4 separate regions of the Zea mays genome follow, and regions 1, 2 and 4 are each linked to region 3. Evidence: chromatin contacts called from public Hi-C data. All regions are on one chromosome and are shown on one strand. Each heading gives the region's core, a stretch centred on a gene start, on an enhancer-like site or on the middle of the called end of the contact. The rest is flanking DNA. Distances are from core to core; before and after follow the strand shown. Region 1 overlaps LOC103634629 (putative GTP diphosphokinase RSH1, chloroplastic). Region 2 holds the start of LOC103634637. Region 3 holds the start of LOC103634632 (Fanconi anemia group I protein homolog). Region 4 holds the start of LOC107521950.

The links. A called contact is a pair of places that touch in the nucleus more often than the background predicts.
Region 1: a Hi-C map of leaf shows a contact between it and region 3, with 5 times the contacts expected there. The contact joins the enhancer-like site here to the promoter of LOC103634632 in region 3. A contact is called at or near these places in 6 of 25 Hi-C or Micro-C datasets (ear, endosperm, leaf and 2 more).
Region 2: a Hi-C map of tassel shows a contact between it and region 3, with 3 times the contacts expected there. The contact joins the promoter of LOC103634637 here to the promoter of LOC103634632 in region 3. A contact is called at or near these places in 10 of 25 Hi-C or Micro-C datasets (bundle sheath, ear, leaf and 3 more) and 1 of 3 datasets of contacts at active chromatin or transcription factors (leaf).
Region 4: a contact with region 3 is called in a Hi-C map of leaf, with 5 times the contacts expected there. The contact joins the promoter of LOC107521950 here to the promoter of LOC103634632 in region 3. A contact is called at or near these places in 7 of 25 Hi-C or Micro-C datasets (bundle sheath, ear, endosperm and 4 more) and 1 of 3 datasets of contacts at active chromatin or transcription factors (leaf).

Annotation. Positions count from the first base shown.
Region 1 is chr1:57,106,135-57,109,702 of Zm-B73-REFERENCE-NAM-5.0, reverse strand. It overlaps LOC103634629 (putative GTP diphosphokinase RSH1, chloroplastic), which reads right to left. Exons shown (of 24, transcript XM_008657215.3): 22 at 3,341-3,402; 23 at 3,126-3,194; 24 at 2,199-3,031. The coding sequence ends at 2,939. Among protein-coding and RNA genes, the nearest start is that of LOC103634629, 49 kb to the right of the region's middle. Within about 2 kb of position 1,367, at least 9 of the 20 cell types and tissues checked have an H3K27ac peak or open chromatin away from gene starts, as enhancers often do. A contact at or near this core is called in ear and leaf, where this site is marked.
Region 2 is chr1:57,387,251-57,390,435 of Zm-B73-REFERENCE-NAM-5.0, reverse strand. It overlaps LOC103634637, which reads right to left and starts at 1,793. Exons shown (of 6, transcript NM_001301593.1): 1 at 1,714-1,793; 2 at 1,531-1,567; 3 at 1,170-1,380; 4 at 887-1,048. The coding sequence starts at 1,747.
Region 3 is chr1:57,236,631-57,239,825 of Zm-B73-REFERENCE-NAM-5.0, reverse strand. LOC103634632 (Fanconi anemia group I protein homolog) reads left to right here and starts at 1,525. Exons shown (of 13, transcript XM_008657224.3): 1 at 1,525-2,367; 2 at 2,455-2,536; 3 at 2,650-2,841; 4 at 2,951-3,015; 5 at 3,141-3,195. The coding sequence starts at 1,601.
Region 4 is chr1:57,411,177-57,414,321 of Zm-B73-REFERENCE-NAM-5.0, reverse strand. LOC107521950 reads left to right here and starts at 1,621. Exons shown (of 2, transcript NM_001321718.1): 1 at 1,621-1,900; 2 at 2,043-2,542. The coding sequence starts at 1,708. The coding sequence ends at 2,395.

The sequences.
Region 1 (3,568 bases), core at 118-2,617, 130 kb after region 3:
TATGACTTGTTTACCTCTTTTGTACCTTTTATTTTATGTCATCTTGCAATATCTATTGAAATTTTATTACGAAGATCTAAGCTTCGTAATTTTACTCTCATCAACCTTCGTCCAAGACCCATTATCCTCAAGGGAATAATGTTTCATGGACGAAGGACGTTGACATTTAACACTTTATGTTGCCTTGTTCTTAATTCATAGCACTTGAGAACGAGTCTCCAACAAATACACCCTCAACTGATCATTTCCAAGTGTGGGAGCCCAAGAGACATACCAAGGCATATATTAGACATTCTCAAGTGCTCTTACACCCAAGTGCTTAATAGAGTCACTCGGTGATTAGCGTAGGTGATTAGGTTAGTTAGACCGCTCTAGCGCTTGCTCTAGGTGGATCCTAGTTAGTTGAGTGAGTTTAGATAAACCACCAACCCCTCGGCTCTTACGCGAGCCATTATAATTTTACCGAGTGGGGCGAGAGTCTTGCGAGACTGTGAAAACCGCATTTGTGTCATGGCCGCCACCGTGTATCAGAGGGAACGAGGACCGCGGCATTTTTAGCCGGAAGCTCGATAGTGGAGACGGCGGGGAGCGTCCGAGAGGAGCCGAAAGCGGAGCACCACTTGCGCATGGAGAAGGCCCGCGGCTCTCTACAGAGTTACTCGACCGAGGTGCTTGGCCCTCGCTTGGGCTTCCCTTTGTGCAGGGGTACCAACGAGGATTAGTCGAGACCTTGCGTGGTTCCGGATACCTCGGTAAAAATACCGACGTCATCCACGAGAGTTTGCATCTCTATCTTGCTCTTTAAGTTTCCGCATTTATATTAAACATTTAAGTTCCAATCTTGTATTCATACTTATATAGTGTAGATTAAAACTTACCTATTGTGGTAGAGATAGCAACACTTAGACAAAACCTAGTTTGCACATTCTAGTTTGATTATTTGCACAGGTTTTGCTTTAGGGATTTATTAGTAGCCTAGTTTAGTGAAAGTTTTAAAAGTCTTAATTCACCCCCTTTTAGGCGTCACCCGTTTCCTACAGAAACAACAATGACATCTGGGCCCTATTACAGCCATTGGGCACCAAAATACTTCTTTTTGGGCTTCATCTCCTGTGCACTCCTTCTCGACTTCACAACATCGTTAGCTATCTTCTTCTATTCAGTTAACTTCTCCACTGTAGCACGTCTGGCACTGCCAGTCAACTCTTCAGCATCATCAAGTTCAGTCTGTTCTTCATGTTTACTAACAGGCGACGGTTGGACCAAAGGTGTCGACGCCTCAACAAAGCTTCTCGACCTTGTAGCTACACTTAGTGGCTGTCTTGGATGGGGCGGACGTGGCGACGGCCCAGTCAGCAAAGGTCAGGTGCTTCCAGTCGAGACGAAGCGAAACGCCGTGCAGGTTTGTGCAAGCACGACTGCACGAGGGTCTCATCGGCCGTCCAACATGGGGAAAAGTTTCTTGTTCCTACCAAGGATCGACGACCGTAGGATTCAAAAAGTTTCTACGTTTCTACGAAGGATCGACGACCGTAGGATTCTAATAAAAAATTAATCTAACAGCTGAGATAGATCCATAAAAATTGGATATTTTATAGTATAGATTAACTATAAATACATCTCAAAAATATATATTAAATGGAATTCTACACACGTTAGTCTTTTATTGGTTGAAAGCTGTACAAGAGACATGCTCTTAACAAGTCTGTCTCATGGTATTTTTTTTCACTTACCCCTTAAAGACATTCTAATTAATGGGGTTGTAGATGCCCTTATATCCTCAAACCAAACACCACCGAGTGAGATCACCCCACTCCGTCCCATCCCATCCTCTCATACAAATGCTACCTTAACCAAACACTGGCCCATCCTCTAAACTAAACGCCACCTGAAAGGGTTAATTAGAAATATACCACTCTTATTTTAAAAAGTTAGAAACCAGTCCATTTTCATGCAATTCTATGGCATCTAAATAAACTAACCATCTAATTTTGGAAAAGTAAGATGACATGTATACAATACAATTAATCCAAAAAGGGTCACCATCATCTTATTTGGAGATGTTCATGAAAGGGTCACCATCATCAGAACCAAACCTCTAATTAAGTTACCATTCATACTGCAGGAAATGGCAAGTAATCCAGAAGCGTGCATCTGCCAGTTAAGTATGCTCAAATTTTGACTCGCAAAACTGAAGCTATACAATAACATTTACATGCAGAGGTAGGAAACTAAACACAGACAAAATTTGGAATTAGCGTCCAGGTCAAAATTCTAGCTGCACATTTAAGCAAACTAGTATATGCGAACCACAAAGTGAGAAGAACCGCCCTTAACAATCTTTTACAAGGCCTTCTGTATAATCCAATCAATCCCAGCATGCACTGACTCTCCATAGTCGGCAGCTTATTCATCTCTATCTCTTATTTCAAACTACACAATGTAAACAGTGTAATTCGCAATGCAAAACAGTGTTTTACATGATCATATGTACGATTTGTTAGCCATAGCCCAACCCTACTCACTCTGCTATGTACACTCACTTTCAGAATGAACCATATATATCTAGTTCTACTTTGCTCACCCTCACTTTCTGATTTGACAGAGAAGTAAAGGATTCCACTCGCTCACCTGTCCAATCATGATCTGACCTTAGCAACCAAGTTTCTGGATCGATGAGGTTGAGGAACGGGAACGTGCTTAAAAAGGATTTTAACACTACAAGGATGAGATGGGGGACGAGATTGTTCCCACGTCTCCGGAACGGACGAACGTTTCCAAAATGAGGAATATGGACAAGCTCTATGTTCCCAGATTTTAAGGATCTGACCAACAAAATTTTGAGCCACCGATGTCTTGGTGCTTCCAACATTATCATCATCTTGGAGGAAGATAGTATTAGTGGTGAACTACTGCAGTATACGTCTCTTGATACCCATTAGCACTCAAGAGCACCCAATGGACACCAGCTACACCCCACAGACCAACCAAGAACACCAAAAATCATGTCAACACTCAAACAAGCACTGACCTGCAAGTACAGAGATTATTAGGTAGAACGTTCATGAAAAAGAACATGCTTGAAAGATAAATACTATCATCAACTATCAATTAAGCAAGCATACCACGTTCTCATAGCTTCCCTCAAAATGGAACAGCATAGCACCCATTCCCCTCCTTTTACTGACTTCTGCCTGGAAAATACAAGATGGTGACTGACTAAAAATACAAAGAGGATTTGTCTCCAACTAACAACTAACACCTGGAGAGAGAGATGGAGAGAGAGAGAGAGAGAGAGAGAATTCATTGTTGAGAATCAAAGAAATTTGGATTCACATACCACACAGGAACATACAGTAATTCCACAAGCTGTAAGAGCAGATGTAACCTCCGCCATCATCCCTGTGATTGTCACCAAATGAATTCATGAGATTTTACAAAAATTACCAGTAAAAGTTCAATAATAATATAGCAAATGTTATAAGCTAATAGCAGCTACATGCCTTACAACTATGAGTGTTTTATGTGCCAAAAAGAAAACAGATGTAGAATTGTCGAATCAGTCTCG
Region 2 (3,185 bases), core at 544-3,043, 150 kb before region 3:
ATTTTATTAAGTGAATATTACACATGGATAAATGAGTTCGGATTCTGCTTCCCCATGTCCGCACCTACCATATCCAACGGGGAAGAATTTTCCTTAATCTATACTGGTGAAGACTAAGGGCCTGTTTGGTTTGATGGCTAACTTGCCACACTTTGCCTAACTTTTATGACTAAGGTTAGTTCTTCAATTCGAACGACTAACCTTAGACAAAGTGTGACACATTTAGTCACGAACGAAACAGCCCCTAAAATCTCCTCGTAGCCTAACAAAAAAGATGGATTTTAACGGGGTATCTCGGTGTCTGATATGTACATTGCTTCGGTGTGACCGACCGGAGAGTGAGAGCTACAACAAATTAGCCCTCTACTATATGAAGAGATTTAAGTAAGTGTGGTTATTAGGTATTCCCTCCGTTTCGTTTTAGTTGTCGCTGAATAGTGCAAAATTGAACTATCTAACGACAACTAAAAAGAAACGGAGGGAGTACAAATTAAACCTTCATAGGCATCTGAGTTCGTGCTAGACAGACATGCATTAACGCTTGTGGTGCGCTATAAGTCCGAGAAAATGACATCAGACCAAACACTCAATGACCGGTCAGTAGAGTAGATGCGAGCGGTTTTTTTGCTCTTAGCATTATAAGGTGTAGCCAGGTAGGCACACTCTAGAAAAAGGAGCGTATGGTGTCTCGCCACACGCCAGAGAAACAGAGACACCGAAGCAAGTTACTACCAAAAGTGCGAAACAAAATCCATACGTACGTGCAGCAGCTAGCACTGGCCGGGCGTGTTCGTGAGCCAGAAACTAGGTTTTGTTCCCTGAAGAACGGCCACAGCTAGCACAGGAAGTGAGATACTGCCTACTGGGGAGTATAGAGTATACTGACCATCGCGCCGAGCGGTGCCGCGTACATCCCGACCGTGAGCGCGGCGCACAGCAGGCCCACCGCGAACAGGCGGGCGCCGCCGTGCAGCGCCAGCAGCGCCACCGCGACGACCGCGGCAAGGAAGGCGACGTTCACGGCCACCACCACCTTGGCCATCTTCGCCTGAGGACCACAGCAAGCACTCGATCGGATCAGGACTCCGTTGCCGATCGATGCATCTTGCATGCAGTCGGTCGCCATCAGTCGACCAAGCGAGCGGGGATATGTTTACTGTAACTCGAACCTTGGTCTCCCTTGGCGCGTAGACGAGGTAGAGCGCGACGTAGGCGGCCTCGAGCGCGGCGCCGGCGCCGTTGACGGTGACGACGAGGAGGCCGCCGGGCTTGAGGAGGCCGTAGAAGGTCCAGAGGCTGGTGCTGAGCAGGGTGGTGACGTACGGCAGCCACCTGAAGTCCTCCGTGCTCCTGCTCCTCACGATGCGCCGGAACGTCGCTCTGGGCCGGGTTCCATGGAAATTAAACAAAAAGCAGAGAGCTCTGTGCCTCTCTCTCTCTCTCTCTCTCTCTCTCTCTCTCTAAAGCTGCATACTACGTACAACTGAGATATATATACTGCGTGAAAGACGAGGATGGAATGGAACTCACATCGGCGACGCGAAGACGAGGATGGAGATTACGTTCCCTGGCGTGAGGCAGAGGATCAGATCATCAAGCGGGGAACTGGTTGGTTGGCTGATGATGCCAAGATAATAACAAGGGGGGAAAAAGGGGCAAGGAGACATGCATGGATAGCCGCCTCCGGCCAGGATGAACAGAACACTGACTGACCTACGATCCCGACGAGGAAGCTCGGGTCGGCCATTCTTCCCCCGCCGCGAGGAGAGGATGGACGCAGGAGAGATTACGAGGACGCGGACACTAGGACTGGAGAGCGCTATATATAAGCGCAGGGAAAAAGGTGTTTGCATTGGCTAGTGCTGCTGTATCGTTTCTGGGAAACACGAGCGCACGCACGCCTCATCAGGCCCAGATTCTACCTATCTGTCTATCTACCTATTACACAATGGACGAACCAGAGCACACGGCCGGCCGGTCACCGGCCGCGCGGTGCGCGTGCGCGTGCGCGCTACATACAGAGCACGCGGCGAAACCCGTCTCGAACACCTTGCTTGATACCCCACTCTATATATGCTACAAAATTCCGTTGCGCGTGGTAAGCGTAGCAAACCGGGGAATCACGGCCGCGCGCTCGTTCATTGGCGACATGGGTATACGTGTCAGCACCAGCAGCTGATGGCGCACCAACCACTACTTGCTCCGGTTCAGCAGGAGCAGGTAGCAGGTAGCAGGGGGTGCGTCGTCCGAGATAGTCCGCTCTCCGCGGTGGATGGGCAGTAGAATCCAAAGACTAGTGAGGCCGCGAGTTGAACGGCGCGCGGAAGCTCACCGAAAGGCAGTGGAAGGTTTACGCTGACGTCCGGCGGGCGCGTGGGAAGTGAGGGGGACAAAAGGACATGCAGGTCCGGCCCCCATGACGAAACGTTCTAGAGCCTGACACGTCGCGGCGCTGGGGTGACGCGGATGGTCGGACGCGAGTCCGCGTGCTGCCGGCAGCGCGCATAAAGAACCAGATATATTCCGGAGATCGGGAAGAAAGCGAGATGATGTGAGCCAACATCCATCCCACGTCATTAGATGCGGAGGTGGATAAGGTATATATCTAGACGACATACAGTCGATTAGCAAAAAGCTACAACTAGGAGTTAGGACAGAAATAGTAAAGAAATTAAATTGTTTCGATTGAAATGTGTCTAGTCGTTCTTAATCGATCGCACTCATTCACATATATATATATATATATATATATATATATATATATATATATATATATATATATATATATATATATATATATATATATATATATATAGTAGGTTTAACGGAGCCCTGGGCTTTCAATAGTTAAAGGAAGCCCAGGCCGACTACTCCTACAAACTGGTTCAACCCAAGCGCCCAACCAGCCTGTCGGGTGCGTCACCTGCCCCACATCTGTTAGCGCAAAAAAAAGGAATGCATGCACGAGTCAAACACGATCCAATGCATGCGCGTAAATTTAGGAAAAAATGTGTGGCAGTTTCTATTTTTAAATGCTTTATTTCCTCCATAAATTTAGGATCGCTGCAACAGCCATGCAGCTAGACACGTAAGGACCATTTTATGATATATACTGAGACTAAATATGCTACACTGTGTAGATAATTATGCAATTTGGTATACTGCGTAAAAATCTGTTACCAGCT
Region 3 (3,195 bases), core at 276-2,775:
AGCTAAACGCGCGCTGGCGCGCGCCAGTTGACTTGTAAAACTGAATCCTTATAGCGTATGCTTCACAGTTCACACTGCCGACAGCCTTAGCCGGTATGGAGCTTGGCCTCGAGTGTAGGCCCCCAGGAATGTCAGGCTAACACCAAGCCAAGCTGGGTTCGTCTTCTACATAGTCTCGTTTGCCAATATGCGATGGTATGGATTTTTTCACTGACAACGATATTTCTTGTTTGTTTTTAAGGGGATTTCTATGACGTATATTGTCCTCTATCTATATCTATACTATAATAATCTATTAACAATTTAATATGGGCCGGGCACCTGGTGCTACTTCACCATCCGTGCTACCACACCGCGCAAAAAATAGTTCAAAGTGAGCACTCAAACCCACAGCCCATTCCTCCAACCATTTGAGGGTAACCACTAGGCCACACTTACACTTACCTTAGTGTTTATAAATAAACAATAATTATATTTGAATACATATCTCATACCTATTTATCTATATTGCTATATTAAGAACTTAATGTGGGCACCTGATGCTACCACAACTTTGTGGACCCCAGCGCCCACGCAGCCAACTACTGCGTTGCTCAGCATCCAACCCTACCCACGCAGCTACCAGCCTACCACACCGCGCAAAAAAGTGCGAGCGAGCACTCGAATCCACACCCTAGCTCCGGAAATTTGGAGCTAACCACCACACGTATCTTGGTGTTTATAAATAAACAATAATTATATTTAATAAATATCTTAATACCTATTTATATGATATATAAAAATCGTAGCAAAATATGAGCAACTAGCTAATATTATATATGAGTTTTCTCGTGTAAAGGTTTTCTCATGAATTTATAATAAGGGGATAATCATTATATGTTTTATCACTTTATTCTTATTTTTATTAGATTTAAAGAAAATTTTAACCGTATATCTACCACGGGGCGTTTGGATCCTTTCATTTTAAAGGAATTGGAATTCACTCAATAAAGTAACTTATTTAGTTTGGAATTTGGCATTCCACCACTTTCCAAAGTTAAAATATAAGCTTATCTCAAATTCATAGGGTGGAGGATAAGAAATGATTTTAAACATGAGTAGAATTTGTTTCTACTCTGTAACTTACATGACACTCTTCGTTCCACTCGTCTATAGTAAAAATGTAGCACATAAATATTTAGGACATCTTGCTAATAATAGTATACAAATATATTTTGTATAAAAGTGAATTAGCTTAATTGATATATATCTAAATTATTATTATTATAATGGAATTTAATTCCAGTGATCCAAACGGGACGTCAAAGAAAAATGTGTCAAGGAGAGAAAAATATGTTGAAAAGAGTGCAGGCCCAAACCCTAGAGTAGACACAGCCACACAGGACACAAATGTTTCTAGCGTCCAAGTTCCTAACCCAGACTGGGTCAGATGCCTACCCCAAGTCCACAGTATACATGGGCCGGCCCAAATCTAGGCGAAACGACCAAGCTTGTCAAGGAAGCTCTTCTTCCTCTCGGGACTCGGTGAGCGAAGAGGGAAAACTCCACTCACTTCCCGCCCGAACATCCGAACTGCCCGCCGCCGACTTCCGCTCCGGCGATGTCGGCGACCATGGCCTCTGCCAGTCAGCCCTCCTCGCAGCAACCTCCACCTCCACCGCTCACTGCCGAAATCGTTCTCCGCCTCGCCTCGCGCGACCCCTCCACCGCGGTGCCCCTCCTCCCGGAGCTCCCGCCCGACGATCTCGCCGATATCGTTGCCTCGCTCACCGCCACCTCCCCCGCGGGCCACCTCTCCCTTCTCCCCGCGATCCTCGCTCTCTTACCCTCCCCATCCTCTGCCTCCTCCGCGTTCGCCGCTCTCCTCTCCGCGCCCAGCTGGCCCTCCTCCACGCTCCTCGCCGTCGCCACACTACTCCGCGACCTCCCGCCGGCCTACCGCACCCGCATCCCCGCCTTCCTCGGGAAGATCATCTCTCTCCTTCCAAGTGCGGATGCCCAGGACCTCCCTGCTCTCTCCTACCAGCTCCTCCTGCTCGCGTCCAAGCCGCTCTACCCGCGCGTCGTCCTCGCGGGACTCCTGCGCTTCTTCGGCGGCCGCCGCGGCGCCCGCGTTCGCGCGCCGCCGTCTATCGCGCGGCAGGTCGAGAGCACCGCGCTGATGAACGTCTCGTTCGCGGTCAAGCAGGACCCCGCGCTGGCGAGGGAGGTCCTGGCCGCCATCAAGGCTGACGCCGCGGGCGCTCTCAGTGGATTTGCGGTGGCAGTGATGCTGTTCGTGGCCAGGGTGCCGAGGTTCAACGAGGGTGCCGTGAGTGTGCTCCGGGATGCGGTCGTGGTGTCCCGCCGGGATTACCGAATGTCAAGGTGACGGATTGCTCGTTACTCTACCTATTGTGATTGCTAGTGTTTGCTTTAGAAATTTGTTCTGATCAGATGGCGGATGTCTCTCAGGCGGTGCAAGTGGTTGCCGGATTGTATGGAAGGGGAATATGCACGGGCCACTCAATGTGTCGAGAAGGGAATACTAAAATCTGTGAGGGATTCATATCTTATACTCATAATACCTGCCAAGTCAGTTGTGAACTGATCATAAACGCTGCTTAGATTCATAGTTCTTTTCGGGTGTATACGGCTTCTTATATGCAGGTCGACGAGAGCATTGTTGGCAGGGAGCATGTTGTGCCAAGCATTGTTCAGGTGGCTTTTCGCCTGTTAGAAGTCTCAGAAGGTGATCAAGGTGAGGAAGCTGGCTTAGGTGAAGGAGTAATGAGCACCGAAGAAATAGGCATTAATATGCTCAAATCATTGTTTGAGGTCCATGAAATGGCACGGACTGAGGTATGTATTGAAACAGCATGACCTTTGCCTTAACAAGTCGGAGCATATTTACAAATTGGTTTATTTGATGTGACATGGTATGTTTCATTTTTTGTCCTTTTGGGTTTAGATAATTGAACAGTGCAAGTTCCGGATTCTCTCGGCAAAGCCTCAGCAAAGTGTGCCAGTTCTCAGGTTATACTCATACTTGTACGCCATAGCAACCCTAGTTAAAATTTAGAAAGCACAAGTTATAGTCTACAGTTCAGTATGTTTACCTTTTCTTTTTGAGGAAACGTCTGACCATCTATTCATTGCAGGTTGATTGGATGCTTGATTTTGAGTCATCCATTTCCAATGCTGGAATTCATTGCA
Region 4 (3,145 bases), core at 372-2,871, 170 kb before region 3:
CCGCGGAAGAAAACCCGCTCGGTTAGGGATATGTACACCAACTTTACCGAGTACCCGTGACTGGCACTCGGTAAAGTTTTTTTAAAAGTTTAAAAATATTTTTTGCCGAGTGTCCTAGATCTGACACTCGGCAACCCCCTAGTAAGCACTCGACAAAGTTTATTTAAATTTATCAGTATCTCTACTTATAATATCATTACATCTCAGCAAGTTTTATAATTTTTTGATTTTGTTTGTGTTTTATACAATTTTAAAACAACTGGATCGCAAGTTCACAGTCATGTTTCGTTAGTATGGTGTTCGAAAATTCCGGTCTGTTCCTGAAATAGACCATAACTTGTGCTAAATAATATGAATACCATTTTTACATTCACTGTTTTCTATTTTTCGAGTGACTTGCAGTTTAAATCTGAATTATTCGAAGAAATTCAAATAAACGAACTAAATCTAACAGTTATAGCAAAGACTTTGATAATTGTGCCAAAATGAAACATGTAGGTCTATATAGTGTAGGAATATAGTATAAAAAGTTTGGTAAAAAATTAAAAATATATTTTGCCGAGTGTCAGAGAAATACACTCGGCGAATAATTAATTGACTGAGTGTCTACGAGACGACACTTGACAAAGAAGTTATTTTGTCGGGTGTCAACTCCTGACACTTAGCATAGTTAACGATCGTCAACTATAGACGACCGTTGATTGCCTTTTGCCAAGATTCACGTTTCGTCGAGAGCTTGACGTTGTCGAGTGTTTGAATCTCGGCAAAGAGGGTCTGTGTCGAGAATGACACTCGACAAAGCGCTTGACACTCAATAAAGTGTCAGATTTCGATAGTGTATAAATAGCCTAAATGACAAGCTGTAAAGATGCTTATAGCCACTGCGACTATACCGTTAAACTTGCTCTAAATGAATCTCTAAGTTTTCTTAAGAATTTTTAGAATTTTTTATTTAAGCCAAACCCTAGATAGACATTCCATCGTAGGACTGTTTGGGTCGTTGTCCAACTTGTCATAATTTATCTATTTTTTTCCTTTTTAATGTTGGTTCTTCAATTTGATGGACAAACCTTGATAGATCCATAATATGACATTACCGATCATGGTGCGTGACTGTTGAGACAAGAACGACATCAATCTCTTTTGCTTCCATTTTCTTGGCGTTGTACGGCTTGTGACCACACGCCTCTACTATAGGTTTCCAGGGCAGCACCATCCTATCATCAGCAGCTCCACGCATGACCACCCATTATCAGACTATAATCATCAGCGTGTTAATTTATGACCACCCACCCATTATATTAGTAGTACTGTACTGACTACTTGGCTCGGCAGTCATCAATGCAGCACTGCGAAACAAAAGAGATGTGTAGCTCCGTCGGCTGCCCCCGCCCGTCAAGTTGGCTGCTTACGTGCACGCCCGACGCGGACAGAGACAACAGCGTGAGGCGTTCCAACACTGCAAGCACGCGCGCGCACTGAACTGAAGCCGACCCGTGCGAGCATGCTAGCAACTTGCATTATTGGCCTCGCACACGCCGCGCGCCTATAAGTAGCAGATCAATGCAGCACAGCAGCATGAACTAACTCAGCTCAGCACAACCTGCTACGTGCAAAAGACCGAGAGAGAGACGAAGCGGAGCTGATAATATTTTTTTTAAAAAAAACAATACTAACTAGCTAGCGATCGAGCAGCGATACAGTACAATGGCGCCGAAGAGCCTGCTTGTCGTCGCCGCCCTACTCGCCGTCGTCGTCTCCGCCTGCCAGCTGCCCCGCGGTGCGACGGCGTTGGAGGCGAGCCCCAGCACCAACACCAACACCAGCCTCATCGTCTCCGGAACCGTGCCATGCGCCACCGGGAACTCCATTGACCCGGCCACGGTCCCGGCGTTCCCTAGTAAGGATAAGGACGCGCGGTCGTCATCTGAATATATACATCATTTATCATCTGTTCATAAGCAACTTTCGAGGACGTACGTGCATATATGGATCGGAGGACCTTACATATGTTTCCCCGCCATCTGGGGTCGTTGGCCCAGACGCCCTCGTGCAGCTCGTGTGCGGCGGCAAGGTCGTGGGCAGCGCGACGGCGGACAGCGCCGGTGCCTTCGTCTTCAGCCAGAGCAGCGCCAGCAGGGACCTGGTCGCCGCCGCCATGCACAACCTGTGCAGGGTGGTCGTGGTCACCCCGCTGGGCGCGTGCGACAGGTCCCTGGCCGCAGCCGCCGGGACGCTGTCGGCGCCGCTGAAGCTCGTAGGCATCACCACCGGCAGCGGCAGCGGCAGCGACCTGGGCGGCCTCGGCGGCCTCATTGGCGGGATCGTCGGTCTCATCGGGGCGATCGTCGGCGGCATCCTCAACCTCAGCACCATGCCCTTCTCCTTCGTCTGAGCTCTCGTCGTCAGGCGTGGATCGTCGGACCTACAAGGGCTGCTGCGCGCTCCACAAGCTGTGAATCTATCGACGACGCCAACGAATCATGTTTGTTATTATAAAAAATAATTAAGCATCAGTCAATACGTGTAGCGGCCGGGCTGCTTTCTTAGTCACTTTGTGTGCCACATCTCACATGTGTTACGACGTAATATAAACTGTACAATGTACCTTGTATTACATATATATATTACTTCTATACCATGCATGCAAGTATATGCATTTTGTGTCACTCCTATATTTATGCTTACACTTGTTTGGAGAACATGCCTTTAAAACCACCGTTTCACTGCATCACATGCCAGATATGTAGGTGATCAAGTTTTTTAGAGAAACGCGTGGTGCGACTGCTTGCTATATCTAGCTACTTCTCGGACCGTTCTTGTTCACGACAATTTGTTCAATGGGCACTTATATTAGTCTTCTGACTCTTACTCATATACCCTTCCTATCGGGTTCGATATTCTTCCTCTCCAATCCTATACTTCCTCTTGGGTTCGATATTCTTCCTCTAGGTTTGATAGTCGCCTAGAGGGGGGGTGAATAGGGCGAAACTGAAATTTACAAAAATAATCACAACTACAAGCCGGGGTTAGCGTTAGTAATAATAAATGAGTCCGCAAGAGAGGGCGCAAAACAAATCGCAAGCAAATAAGGAGAGTGACACGTGGATTTGTTTTACCGAGGTTCGGTTCTTGCAAACCTACT